Linked DNA regions of Gossypium hirsutum: regions 2 and 3 are each linked to region 1. The links are chromatin contacts, called in public Hi-C maps. All regions are on one chromosome and are shown on one strand. Each heading gives the region's core, a stretch centred on a gene start, on an enhancer-like site or on the middle of the called end of the contact. The rest is flanking DNA. Distances are from core to core; before and after follow the strand shown.

What was found. A called contact is a pair of places that touch in the nucleus more often than the background predicts.
Region 2: a Hi-C map of leaf shows a contact between it and region 1, with 2.2 times the contacts expected there. The contact joins the promoter of LOC107911625 here to the promoter of LOC107911784 in region 1. A contact is called at or near these places in 2 of 34 Hi-C or Micro-C datasets (callus and leaf).
Region 3: a contact with region 1 is called in a Hi-C map of leaf, with 2.4 times the contacts expected there. The contact joins the promoter of LOC107911608 here to the promoter of LOC107911784 in region 1. A contact is called at or near these places in 4 of 34 Hi-C or Micro-C datasets (hypocotyl, leaf and petal).

The regions. Positions count from the first base shown.
Region 1 is chrD08:40,016,496-40,020,964 of Gossypium_hirsutum_v2.1, forward strand. It overlaps LOC107911784 (polyadenylate-binding protein-interacting protein 11), which reads left to right and starts at 3,069. Exons shown (of 11, transcript XM_016839737.2): 1 at 3,069-3,180; 2 at 3,491-3,907; 3 at 4,281-4,388. The coding sequence starts at 3,494.
Region 2 is chrD08:40,740,859-40,744,934 of Gossypium_hirsutum_v2.1, forward strand. It overlaps LOC107911625 (cytochrome P450 78A3), which reads left to right and starts at 1,793. Exons shown (of 2, transcript XM_016839492.2): 1 at 1,793-2,928; 2 at 3,109-4,076. The coding sequence starts at 1,885. The coding sequence ends at 3,732.
Region 3 is chrD08:40,813,756-40,818,138 of Gossypium_hirsutum_v2.1, forward strand. LOC107911608 (protein HLB1) reads left to right here and starts at 2,410. Exons shown (of 14, transcript XM_016839475.2): 1 at 2,410-2,953; 2 at 3,632-3,754; 3 at 3,870-3,939; 4 at 4,118-4,231. The coding sequence starts at 2,619.

The sequences.
Region 1 (4,469 bases), core at 1,819-4,318:
TAGCGTTTTTAGCAAAACAAGGATGACATTTAATGAGTTATCCATATTTTTTATTAGCAAAATCCGTAAAAGCTAAGTATTACCTGCAGTCAAATTTTATGAATGCACAACTGGGAAACTTACCATCTTATACCTGGAAGAGTATTTGGTCAGCCAGAGGAATTATTGAGAAAGGGATATGCTGGCTTGTTGGTTCGAAGGATCAAATATTGGTTTGGACCGATGCATGGATACCATGTGCTGTGGATCACAATGTGCAAACATTAGAGATAAACCAGAATATCAAACGAGTTTCTGACTTAATAGATCAACTGTCAAATCCCTAAAATGAGGATTTAGTCAAAAGTACCTTTGTGAGGAAGATGCGAAAAGAATATCATGTATACCCCTCCCAGTTGATCAACATGAAGACAGGTTGGTATGGCGTAAAGAAGCATCAAGAGACTATTCGGTGAGGAGTGGTTACAAAATCTTATACAAAACGACAACACAAATTTACAAATTGGCCAAAATAATTACAAACCGATGTACAAAAAATTATGGCTACTAAATCTACCCTCTAAAATCAAAATTATGGTATGGAAGTCCACAAACAACTATTTACTGAATCTATTCAACCTATATCAACAGAGGTTAGTAAGCTCGACAGATTGTCCAAAATGTCAAGGCCAGACGGAGAGTGTGGAGCATGTCTTTAGGGATTGCCCTATAGCATCAAAAGTTTGGTCAAAATTGCAGATTGAGTGGCCACAAGAGCAAAATTATACACAGTACAATGAATGGATGCAATTTCTTTTTAATAATTACCCGAGCCAGAAATGCAAAACAATTGCATGTACTATATGGGCATTACAGACAACAAGTAATAAATTATTTTATGAGAGAAAACAACAAACTGGAGAGGAGATAAAGCGCTTTATTGAAAATTATTTACTAGAATTAAAAGGAATCAAGAATAAGCTACTTGTTCAGAAAATAAGGATTGAACGGTGGAGACCACCGAAGCCCATACATGTCAAGATAAAATTTGATGCTGCATATCAACAACAAAACAAGAAATTGTGTACAAGAATAGTGATTCAGGATGAAGAAGGTCAGGTTTTAAAAGCTAAACTATACCTAAACAAATACATACCAAATGCATTTGCAGCAGAAGCCTTGGCTTGTGTACAAGCAATCCAATTTGGAGCCAAATCCAGTTATTTAAGAGTCGACATCGAAGGTGATACCTTATCAGTATTAAGAAAATTGCAAGAAGACTTAGGGTGGGTTTGGATGGGCGATTGGGTGCGGTGCGGTGCGTTTAGCTTACTTTTTGTCTCACGCTACAGTGTTGCTACAATATCTAATCTAACTGCCACCGCTGTTTTTACACTAACCGCAGGTAAACGCACTGGCCATCCAAACTCACCCTTAGACGATAGATCAGAAATCAGAGCCTATATTCTTAATGTTAAGCGCCTAAAGAGAAACTTTATTAATTGCAAATTCAAATATGCTTCAAGAACAGGGAATAATGTGGCACATACCTTTGCAAAAGAGGGACTAAGGGTGGGAGACGATACTTATCTAAATAACAGACTTTCTAGGGCAGTGTTAGCCGCTGTGGTAGAGGATTGTCGAGGATTACTGCGAATAGGTAAGGGACTTCAGTGAAAAGGAAGAACAATATGCGGGGATCGAAAGAGACAATACATCTGAAGCAAAGTCCAGGAACAACAAAGTGAGTGGGTCAGAGAGGTAGATGCTGAAGAAGAACGACTTGGGAAAATGGAATGGAAACAATAAGAACTCAGTAAAGGCATTTTAGTATGGGCAGATCCATAAATGGAATCGGATCGGTGAAGAGAACTTGGCCATGGCTGGGATGCCCTAAGAAACAGAGTTCTAGAAAAGTCGGTCAGAACATGGGAAATGATAAAGTTAAAAGAGAAGTGAGGGAAAGTGACCAACAAGTTTTGGTGGATGGTTGCGGCTTTGTCTTAGGGTTTTAGGAAAAATGTGGGATTAAGTTTAAGATAAGGGCTTTTAGGCTGATACGGCCTTGGGGCATTTTGTTTTAAGGATTTTTGGTTAGGAAGGTGTTTAATTTGGGCTTTATGGGTTTTGTCATTGATTTATGTTTTGGTGCTATCTTTTTAATAATGAGCAATCTAACATTTTTCTTGAAAAAAATAATTTGTATGTTTCATATTAAAAAAAATGCTATAATTTCTTTTAACAATTAAATTTAAAGTTTTCATATTTTAAAATAATCTAACATTTCAAATATTTTTATAATTTTAAAAAATAACATACTATTTTAAAATATAATTTTAAAGTGAAAGGTCCTCAATAAATTTGATAAGTTTCAAGGGTCATTATGATGTTAAGATGATGTTTTGCAGGAAAAAAAAACCTAAAAAAGCCTTGTAGGAATGACATTTGTAAAAGTAAACATGATGTTTTATTCTTGATATTATTTCAAGAAAACAAATAACCCTTTTAAATTTTAATTACAACATATTTCTACAATATTAAATTGATATAAAGACATAATTGATACAATACTAATATTTTAAGAACTCAATTAGAATGCTTTAAAATTTAGAGATCAATTTTAAATTTGAGTCAATTTAAATGTATAGGGTGCAATTAACCCGTGTTGGATATATTAATAAATATGATTATAATTTATTTAATATTAAAAAAATTATATGAACTATTATTTTTAGAATAAGATTTTTTATGAATTATTAAATACATAAAGAATTAAATGCCAAAAGTTTTACTGCATTTTTGGTCAGTCCTATTTACTTGGGTCCCCAGCTATATTTTTGCTCGTTAATACAACCTAAACCTACCTAAATCTTTTACATTTGTTTCAAACCAAGTTTAGCGAATCGGACTGATTTACCAAAACACCCTTCATTCACTTGTAAAATCTGAAACACTGCCTCACTGTTATGATGGTTAAAAGTTACGCCCAGCAGCCAATAACTACGCGACACGTCATAGTACAGACGCATGATGGATGTCGCCAAGTATCATCCTACATACATGCATCAATATCATGTCATACATAGACATGTATTTTTTTTCTTTTTTTACATTTCAGTAAACGATCCAAATTCCCTAATTTTTAGATAGAAAACAATTCAAAAAAAAAAAAAAAAGGTTAAGCTCAGCGTTACAGACACTGTAAGAAAAGGAAAATCATCCCTTTTTTTTTTGGCTGCTCTACTTTGTTTTCTGCTGTTATTTATTTCCATTTCGTTTTCTCCGTAGTGATCTCGAGGTGGGTTTTTAGTTTTGCTCGTCATCAATGGAGATGAATGTAGCCTTGGCTTAGTTTCCGAAACGATTCTATCATTTTTATATTCCCTACATTTCACAACGCCATTTAAAAAAAATCATCTTTTTTTTTTTTGATGTTTGGGCTTATAAATTTCAGGTCCTTTTCTTGATCAGTCGATAAAAGAGATTTTTTTTTTTTGGGAATAATTATCAGGCCATGGCAGTAGTTGAGAATGGTTCGAATCAAGATGCGGCTGCAACAGCAGTGGCATCAAACGATCAGGATCAGTCAAAGCAAAACCATGTTGGGTCAAGAATTGATCCGAGCTTACACCAGAACGATCAGGGGTTATACGACAAGATCGGTGCCCCCCATCATCGATCCAACGGTGGGGATTTACAGATGAGCAATGGTGGTACTGGGGATGACGTTGGGGATAGCTTCAAGAGAGACATGAGAGAGTTGCAAGAACTGTTCTCTAAGCTTAACCCCATGGCTGAAGAGTTCGTGCCCCATTCAATTGCTAACCACGAACTTAATGGAGGGTTTTTCATTAACAACTCTTTTCTGCAAAACAACACTAACATCTCGAGGAATGGTCATGCTAATGGAAATGGTGCTGGTAGGCGGGTATGCCATCAAAAACCCATTTGTTGATTGATTGCTGTGTTTACTGTTTTTTATTAAGAATTTTAGTCATCTTGAAGGAGGAAAATTAGCATATAAAAAAAAAGAATAAAATTTGTTTGTTTGGGGTTTTAAGGATGAAGGTTTTCAAAGTTTCTGTTTTATTATTGAGTGCGTTCTGCATAAGAAAATTTCATGTGTTTTTTCTTTTGGTTAATTTTAGTTGAGGCTACGGTTCATGTACATTTTAAGTGGCATGAAATTTAAAGGTTCAATTCCCAAATGTTATCAAATTTTTGTTATACATAATCTCAATTGTAGATGAGAGAATCATCTAATCTCATGGATTTGTTCACTGGATTTTGTATTTTCTCAGAAGAAAATTTTCAATCAAGGTAAAAGGAGATTAAACAATAGGACAAGTATGGCCCAGAGAGAAGAGGTTATCCGTAGGACTGTTTATGTGTCTGATATTGACCAACAGGTTTGAGCTTGTTAGGATGCTGAAATTAATTCTACAATTTCTGCTCTTTGTTATTTGGATTCATGCAGTCTTTTGCTTGTT
Region 2 (4,076 bases), core at 543-3,042, 720 kb after region 1:
AGAACTTTTGTTTAATTGGATATAATTTTAAACTCGGTAACACTAACGTTTTTATAAAATAAAAGCCATTACGGTTTTCTGAAAATAAGCAAACACTTTAAAAATAAATTTCTAAAAGTTTGGTTGTTTTTATTTAGTCATTTCGGTGGTTAATGTGACCTCCAAAATTCAGTCGCAAAGTCTAAGTCGAGTTTAAAGTGCTACAATTTAATTAGAATTTTTTTAAAAAAATATGAATTAATTAAACTTTTTTTTAAAACTTTCAAAAAGAAATAAAAACTTTCAAAAACTTTAGAGAAAGCCTAATTAAAATATTTGAAAAAGTTTGAGAAAAAGAAATCAAAATTTTGGAGGTGCAGTAAGGATCCGCCTTTTGAGTGGGGGTGGTTGTCCTAAAAGCCCAAAGCCATTTCATTGGGACCTTAGAAACCACTGGAGCAAGTGATGAACATGAAAGAGGACAGATAGAGAATGCAAGGAACACGTGGCGATGGGGCATGGAGGGTGGGGTGGGATTCGGTACTCGCGATAGTGGGGTACGGCTATATCCACCCCAGATTCGTGGGTTCATTTCAATTTCAAGGGCACGATAGCAACGTCTCCACACGTGTTAGCGTCAAGTAACTTTTATTCAGCTCACCCGCATAAGATTTTTCTTCTGTTGTAAAATAAACAAGAATAAAAACTACTACTTTAGCATCAAAGATCTTTGTTGGGCCGTCAAGATCTTTCGGCCACTCTCATTTCCAAATGCGTGTCGCTCAACTTCCACGTTTTAAATCGCCAAAATGGTTCAAATTCACATTTTTCAGTAGGAAGTATATTTACTGATTATATCATTTATGAAATATCACACCTTTAATAAATATATAAGAATCATTTCTCTACAAGAAAACATATATTTCATAAAAACAAATCCTACATGAGGAGACAAATAAACTGCATGAGGAGAGAATTAAAGGGATATTATATTTCTTTATTTTTTAAGGTGGTCTCACTTGAGTTAATTATTATGAATGGGTTTGGATGACTGATGCGTTTATTTGTAGTTAGTATAAAAATAACGGCGACAATATTAAATACTATAGCGATATTGTAGCGTGAGACAAAAAATAAACTAAACACATTCACCAAATCCAAACTCACCCCATATATATAACTATCTTAAAAATGCTTGTTTATTTTGCTAATTTTAATCAAATACTAATTAACATTCACCAATGCCGCTGCTAGTTTGTTTTAATGATTCTTGTTCTTTTAATTTCTTTTTCGAAAAACTTAAAGAGTTACTTTCATGATTTTTTTTATAACCATGTAAAAGTTTTGTGTCCATGAGATTATAAAAAAGAAGTAAAAAGAAGAGAAAGATACTACATCGACATGATTGGGTATGAAAAAGAATGATATTTGATTAATATGGCCTGGAAGTGGAGGGCTCGCTCAGGACCACCACATACACCGCCGATGCCTAAATTCTGAGAGCGATGCCAAATTCATTAACATAGCGAATCGGAATGGCTGCCTTGTTCAATTATTACCAGTAATACACTGCTACTAGCCTTCGATATTAGTGGTTTGATAGCTGTGGATCGAAAAAGATAGAATGGTAGCAGCTAGGGGCTTACGTGTTCCAAGAAAATGAACCCCACGAGAAGAAACGAATGTGGGGAATGCAAGGGGCCCCATGCTCATGAATCCTCGTTTTCGGTTTTGCTAGTGGCGGCGCACAATGATATCGATTTTAACTTTTCGATTTTGTTTAATTACGTTATAATGTTGATATATGCCGATCCGTGTGGCATATCTCATAATGCTTCTGTTTAACCGTTACTCTTGTAGTCCACAAAAAAAAAAAAATCTCTATATAAGCGACGCTCTCATTTCATGGTCTCAACCAGAAGAGGAAACAAACAAACAAACAAAATATCATCCGCCATTTTCCTGATCTCCATGGAAACCAACTCTGATTGCTTTTGGCTTTTGTTTATTGCTTCCAAATGCAAAACTTTCTCCTCTCAAAACTCCATTTGGCTTCTTCTTTTACTTTGCATGGGTTGGCTGGGTATGACCCTCTGTTTTTGGTTGTACCCTGGAGGCCCTGCCTGGGGTAAGTATCATTGGCTCCGCAAGAGAGGTGCCACGAAGCACAATAACATCATTCCAGGGCCACGAGGTTTCCCAGTGCTGGGAAGCATGGACATCATGCTTAATCTGGCTCACCATAAAATTTCTGCAGCAGCTAAGTGTTTTGATGCTAAACGGCTCATGGCCTTTAGCTTGGGTGATACAAGGGTTATGGTTACATGCAACCCTGATGTAGCCAAAGAGATTCTTAACAGTTCCGTTTTTGCTGATCGTCCAGTGAAAGAGTCGGCATACAGTTTAATGTTCAACAGAGCCATTGGTTTCGCTCCTTATGGGGTTTACTGGCGAACCCTCAGAAGAATTGCTGCCACACATCTATTTTGTCCTAAACAAATCAGCTTCACCGAGGCACAGAGGTCTGATATCGCCTCTCAAATGCGTTCTATAATAGCATGTCGGGGTGGAACCGGAGAATTCTCCGTACGGGATATACTCAAGAAAGCATCTCTTAACAACATGATGTGCTCGGTGTTTGGCAGCAAGTATCAACTTGGTTCGTCAAATACTGAAACTGAACAACTCAGCCAGCTTGTCGAAGAAGGTTACGACCTATTAGGGAAGCTCAATTGGTCTGATCATCTCCCATGGCTCGCTGGTTTAGACCTTCAAAAAATCCGGCTTCGATGCACCCAACTTGTTCCCAAAGTGAACAAGTTTGTGAGTAGAATCATTCAACAACATAAACTGCAACCTGAGACAACAAACCATGATTTCGTGCACGTTTTACTTTCTCTTACTGGACCTGATAGACTCTCGGACAACGATATGATTGCCGTACTTTGGGTAAGCAACAAAGCAAGCAATTTTATTTTATTTTTTTATAGGCATGGTTTTTTGCTTTCTAGCTGTGATGGGAAAACAGTCGAAGATGGAATCTTGGATCAGTTTGATGATTAGATTACGATAATATGTACATTTTCTTAGCTTTTAAGTACAATTAATTGCTTTGTCCTAATTACGCAGGAGATGATATTTAGAGGAACGGACACTGTGGCGGTTTTAATAGAGTGGATACTAGCGAGAATGGTGCTTCACCCGGAAATCCAGTCAAGAGTGCAGGCGGAGCTTGATGAAGTTGTGGGGAAATCACGAGCGTTAATGGAATCAGATATTCTATCGATGGTTTACCTGCAGGCAGTAGTGAAGGAGGTTCTGAGGCTGCACCCGCCTGGCCCACTTCTATCATGGGCCCGGTTGGCAATCACAGACGCTACTATTGATGGTTATCACGTGCCTGTTGGGACCACAGCCATGGTTAACATGTGGGCCATCACCAGGGACCCAGAAATTTGGGTGGACCCACTCAAGTTCATGCCAGAGAGATTCGTGTCCAAGGACAGTAGTACTGATGTGGAATTCTCGGTGTTAGGGTCAGACCTCAGGCTGGCGCCATTCGGGTCAGGCCGTCGGACTTGCCCAGGTAAGACGTTGGGTTTGGCCACTGTTAACTTTTGGGTGGGATCCTTATTGCATGAATTCGAGTGGGTGCAATCGGATGCTAATCCAGTTGATCTCACCGAAAGGCTTAGGCTCTCCTGCGAAATGGCTAACCCTCTTAAGGTCAAAGTGCAGCCTAGGCGCAGATGAAATGATAATCGCACAATTTATGATGGTTCAATCTGAGATTATATACTATCCTTATTTAGTAACCAGTTGTTAGAAATATATGGTAAGATTTAAAATGTATATATCTCGATGTTTTCTCTAGAAATATCAATGTTTCCTGACCTACGTCCCTACTATATATATGGATAATACTATGTAATTTTATTTAACTGCAATAAGGTTTTGATCGTCTCACTTTTCATTTCCTTTTTCAATTTCCAAAGGCAACAGTTAGGGAGGCTTTGGTATGGAAAGTTAATAACTTTTCAAGGAATGTATTGGTTAGAATGTTATTCTAACATTTGGGATGAAAAAATTAATTTACT
Region 3 (4,383 bases), core at 1,160-3,659, 800 kb after region 1:
CTAATATTTGCTTCCATTTTTCTTTGCATGTAAAAACCATTGAGATAATATACAAATAATATTAATGCAACTTATAGATAATTTTATTAAATCAATTTATTCGAAAAATACAAGTATACAAACGAATATACTACACTTAGAGCACCAGATCCAACATTGTTAACTTAGTTAGCGATTAACGAATCAATCGACCATCGTTTTCACCATTTGCATATTTTAAGACTATAGGAAGAAAGTTTAGGTTAAATAGTTTAATTGATAATTTAGATTTGGTCTCCATATATTTTCCTATTTGGTTTGCATTAATAATTTTCAACTCAATTAGATTAGTAATTGCTTAATTCTTGATTAACTTGATAAACACATTTACCAATTTGACAATTATTTGGGTTTGATCATTGGAATACTCTGAGTGTTCCATCGGAACACTTATAAATATTACAACTAACCTATCACACTTGTAATAAAAGCTACTTTTAATTCTATATATTTCGTGCTAATTCTTTACCCAGTGTTCATACACTAGTGTGCGATCATCTTCCTAATATGATTTATGTTGAAATGAAAAAATTAATCACCATGAAATCATTTCTTGAAAATCGTTTATAGTGAAACATTCATATCATAAATTATATTTGTTAAAAAAACTGAAGTATTTTCCTTTGACAATCAAAATTTATCTTATAATAATTGCATTATCTTTATGGGTAAAATACAAAAATAGTCACTTTTGTTTGCCTTAGATTACATATTAGTCACTTATGTTTGAAATGTTACGTTTTAGTCACTTACGTTATTGTTTTGTTATGAAATGGTCACTCCACCGTTAAGCTTTGTTACCTCCCTAACAATGATCCTATGTGGCAGTCCAAATGGGTTTTAAATACCAAATTGGATTTCTTACATGGTAGTCCAAATTAAATTTATTTAATTAAAAACTTATTTTTATCCTAGCAACTAGACATCCAAGTTGGCATTTAAAACCCATTTAGACTACCATGTAGGACTGTCGTTAAGGAGGTAACAGAGTTTAACGGTAAAGTGACCACTTCGTAACAAAACAATAACATAAGTGACTAAAACATAACATTTCAAACATAAGTGACTAATATGTAATTTAAGGCAAACAAAAGTGACCATTTTTATAGTTTACCCTATCTTTATAGGCTTAATAATAATCAATGACTAATTAAAACTTAAACTTAAAGTTATATGTGTGATATGGATAATAATTCATTAAAATTGGAAGGAATAAATGAAAGTAAGTAAAGTTTTAAAAAATACTCATATTTATATTATTAATATTCATATTTATATTGTAAAACATCGCTAAATATTTATAAATCATATTTCATATAATTATTATTAAAATATTAATATAAAATTTTTAACAGTATAGTAAGAATATTTTCTAAATTTAAATTTATTATTATTATTATAATTTATTTAATATTAAATAATTTAATTAAAATAATAAATAATTTAACTATATTAATAATTTATTATGTACTATTAAATGTAAATATAAATATATATTTAATAATATTGAAAAGTATAATTTGAGATCAATAGTTTAGCATTTCTAAAATTTAAAAATAAAATTGTATTATAATATATTAATATTTAGCTCGGTTCAAGTAAATTATTATCTAAAAACTTTTTATTTATAATTGAGTTTTTTTCAAAAAATTCTTAAAAGAAGACAACTTGCATAAAAAAGGGTTTATTGTAATTGACTAATTAACTTCATCCATCACGTTATTTGTCATTGACCAAACACAAAATTATGAAAAAAAAATTTGATAAATAATTTTTCATGAAACAAATGCTTCTTAAGTAAAAATCTTACATAAACAATATTACTTCCATAAAGGAATTTATGTTCCATAAAGGAATTTATGGGTTGAGTTGAGCTTGAATTAGGCTTATAATATTAATATTATAATAATTTCTCAATTTTAACTTAGAAAAAATATGAATTTTAAATTTTAACTAAACTCACCCATATTTATAAATAATTCATTTAAACTCTTTTGCACTTTCATATATATATATATATATATTATTTATTTTAAAAAATAATTTTTTATTTAATATTTAACGATTATATAATTATAACTATTATATATTTTTAATTAAATTTCTAAAAAAATTAATATTTAAATTATAAGTATATTTCATTTGCCATCATATAAATTACACAAGAAATGTTGTATTTTGGTTTTGAATATAAAAAGCTATGCCCGAATCATTTTTTTAAACCAACTTAATTATATATTTTTTAAGCTTAATATCGTGTTCAAAATTTAGGTTTTTTAATAATCATTATTTCGGAAAATGGTCAACAGTACCCTGCGACCATAGGTTTCAATACATTAAAATTTAGTAATGAGGGAGGAATCTTGGCATTTGAAGATAACAGTTGTACTCTTACATAGTAGCTTACCATGTTTTACTTTTACTGCGACTTCTTACGGCCCGGCTGAAGTAACTTCCTTTTTTGCATTGGACCTTGGCTTCAACACGCTATATTTTCTTGTTCTCTCTCTTCTTGATATATCTTTCAGATCTTCTTGGATTCGGCTTTGGCGTTGCACGCAAATCTCTCGCTCAACGCTATGTCCGAAACGACTGAGGGATCCGAACTTCAAAATGGTTTCCAGCCACAACCCCGACCCGAACCCGAACCGGAATCGGAATTGAAAGTAGAATCTCAACCTGAACAACAACCGGAAGAGGAACTGAAACCGGAACCTGTAGTAACTGATGCCGATCCGAAGCCGGAGCCGAACAATGAGAGCTCGATCCAATCGAATGAGACGACCAAACAAGCTTCAACCGACCAAGTTGCTCCTCCAGGGCGGCGTAAAGATGAGGAGAACCGGACTTTCACGATGAGAGAATTGCTAAGTGAGTTGAAAAGCGACGAAGATGATGCAGGGTCTCCTTACAGGTACTTTCTTTTTTCCTTTTCTTTTCGAGTTTCAGTTGATCAAAAAATTACACTCTTTAATTTGTAATTGGATTTAACGAGATTTCAACGTACAAATCTTTCGATCTTTGAAGCTCCCCGTTGATTCGTCTCCTCAATTAAATGTGGAGAATTCTTCGAGTTTCAACTGAACCTAAAATTATGCTGTTTCTCTTTTATATCCCGAATAGAGAAGTTACAGAATTTTGATTCTTGATTGTCTATTGGCAAACTACTAGATGCAATTAAGGCGTACTCTTCCTTTTAGTCTACGAGTTCATTTTCATTAATTGCATGGATGAGCAACTGTTCTCCGATCAAAGGTCTTCCATTACTCTTGAACGTGATTGTTATGTTAGAAGCTCGTTATCTTTGAACTTCAGATGCAATTAGATTTTTTTTCCTGCTTTTGAGTCATTAAATTAGTTCTGAATTTCAAGTTCGGCATCAATTGTAATCTTAATCTTTTCCAACTTCGATGAAGGAACCCTTGGTTTTGGGATTTTGCACTTTATAGAATTCAGTTTATGTTCTTTTTCATATGCCGCCATTCATGCAGTAAAGGTTTCCTAGTCTTGTTGGAATAAATATGATGTGATCCTTGTTTCTTCTGCTTGTGAATGATACCATTGTCTACTCCATGATTTATATATGCTTCAGTCAAGAAAACAAGCAACGTCAGTCCTACCAAAATAATGCTGCAATGGAGTTGATCAATAGTGTCACTGGTACTGATGAGGAAGGCAGGTCTCGTCAACGGATTCTTGTATATGCTGCCAGGAGGTACTGTCATCTTGTTTTTATACACTTTTCACACTTTACTTCCATATCGAGCTTGATATGTTGCTGCTTTAGAGTCTGCTATTCAATAGTACTGATTTTCAGTCAAATTTTGTAGGTATGCTACTGCACTGGAGAGAAACCCAGAAGATTATGATGCTCTCTACAATTGGGCATTGGTTCTTCAGGTTTGAGATACTGGTTAATGTTGATGTTAGCTTAACATCATTCATAATGATTATCATGTCTTATTATTATACAGCAAGGGCAGCCTCCTTAACATTGTCAATTTAAGCATATTGTAATGGTTGCAAAATGCTGCAGATTTCTCATATCATGTCCTTTCTGTTCTTATTTGGCTTGCAGGAAAGTGCAGATAATGTTAGTCCAGATTCTACTTCACCTTCTAAAGATGCCTTGCTAGAGGAGGCTTGTAAAAAGTATGACGAGGCTACTCGTCTTTGCCCAACACTTCATGATGTATGTGTGCTTGTTCATGTTGCTGATGATCCATTGCATTACTCTGATCTTTTGGTTTTTTTAAGTTCCATTTCAGTTAAAAAAGGCATGATGACTGCTCAGAGTGCATAAGCCAGATAAGAAACTGAATGCACAACAGAATTTACTGAAAT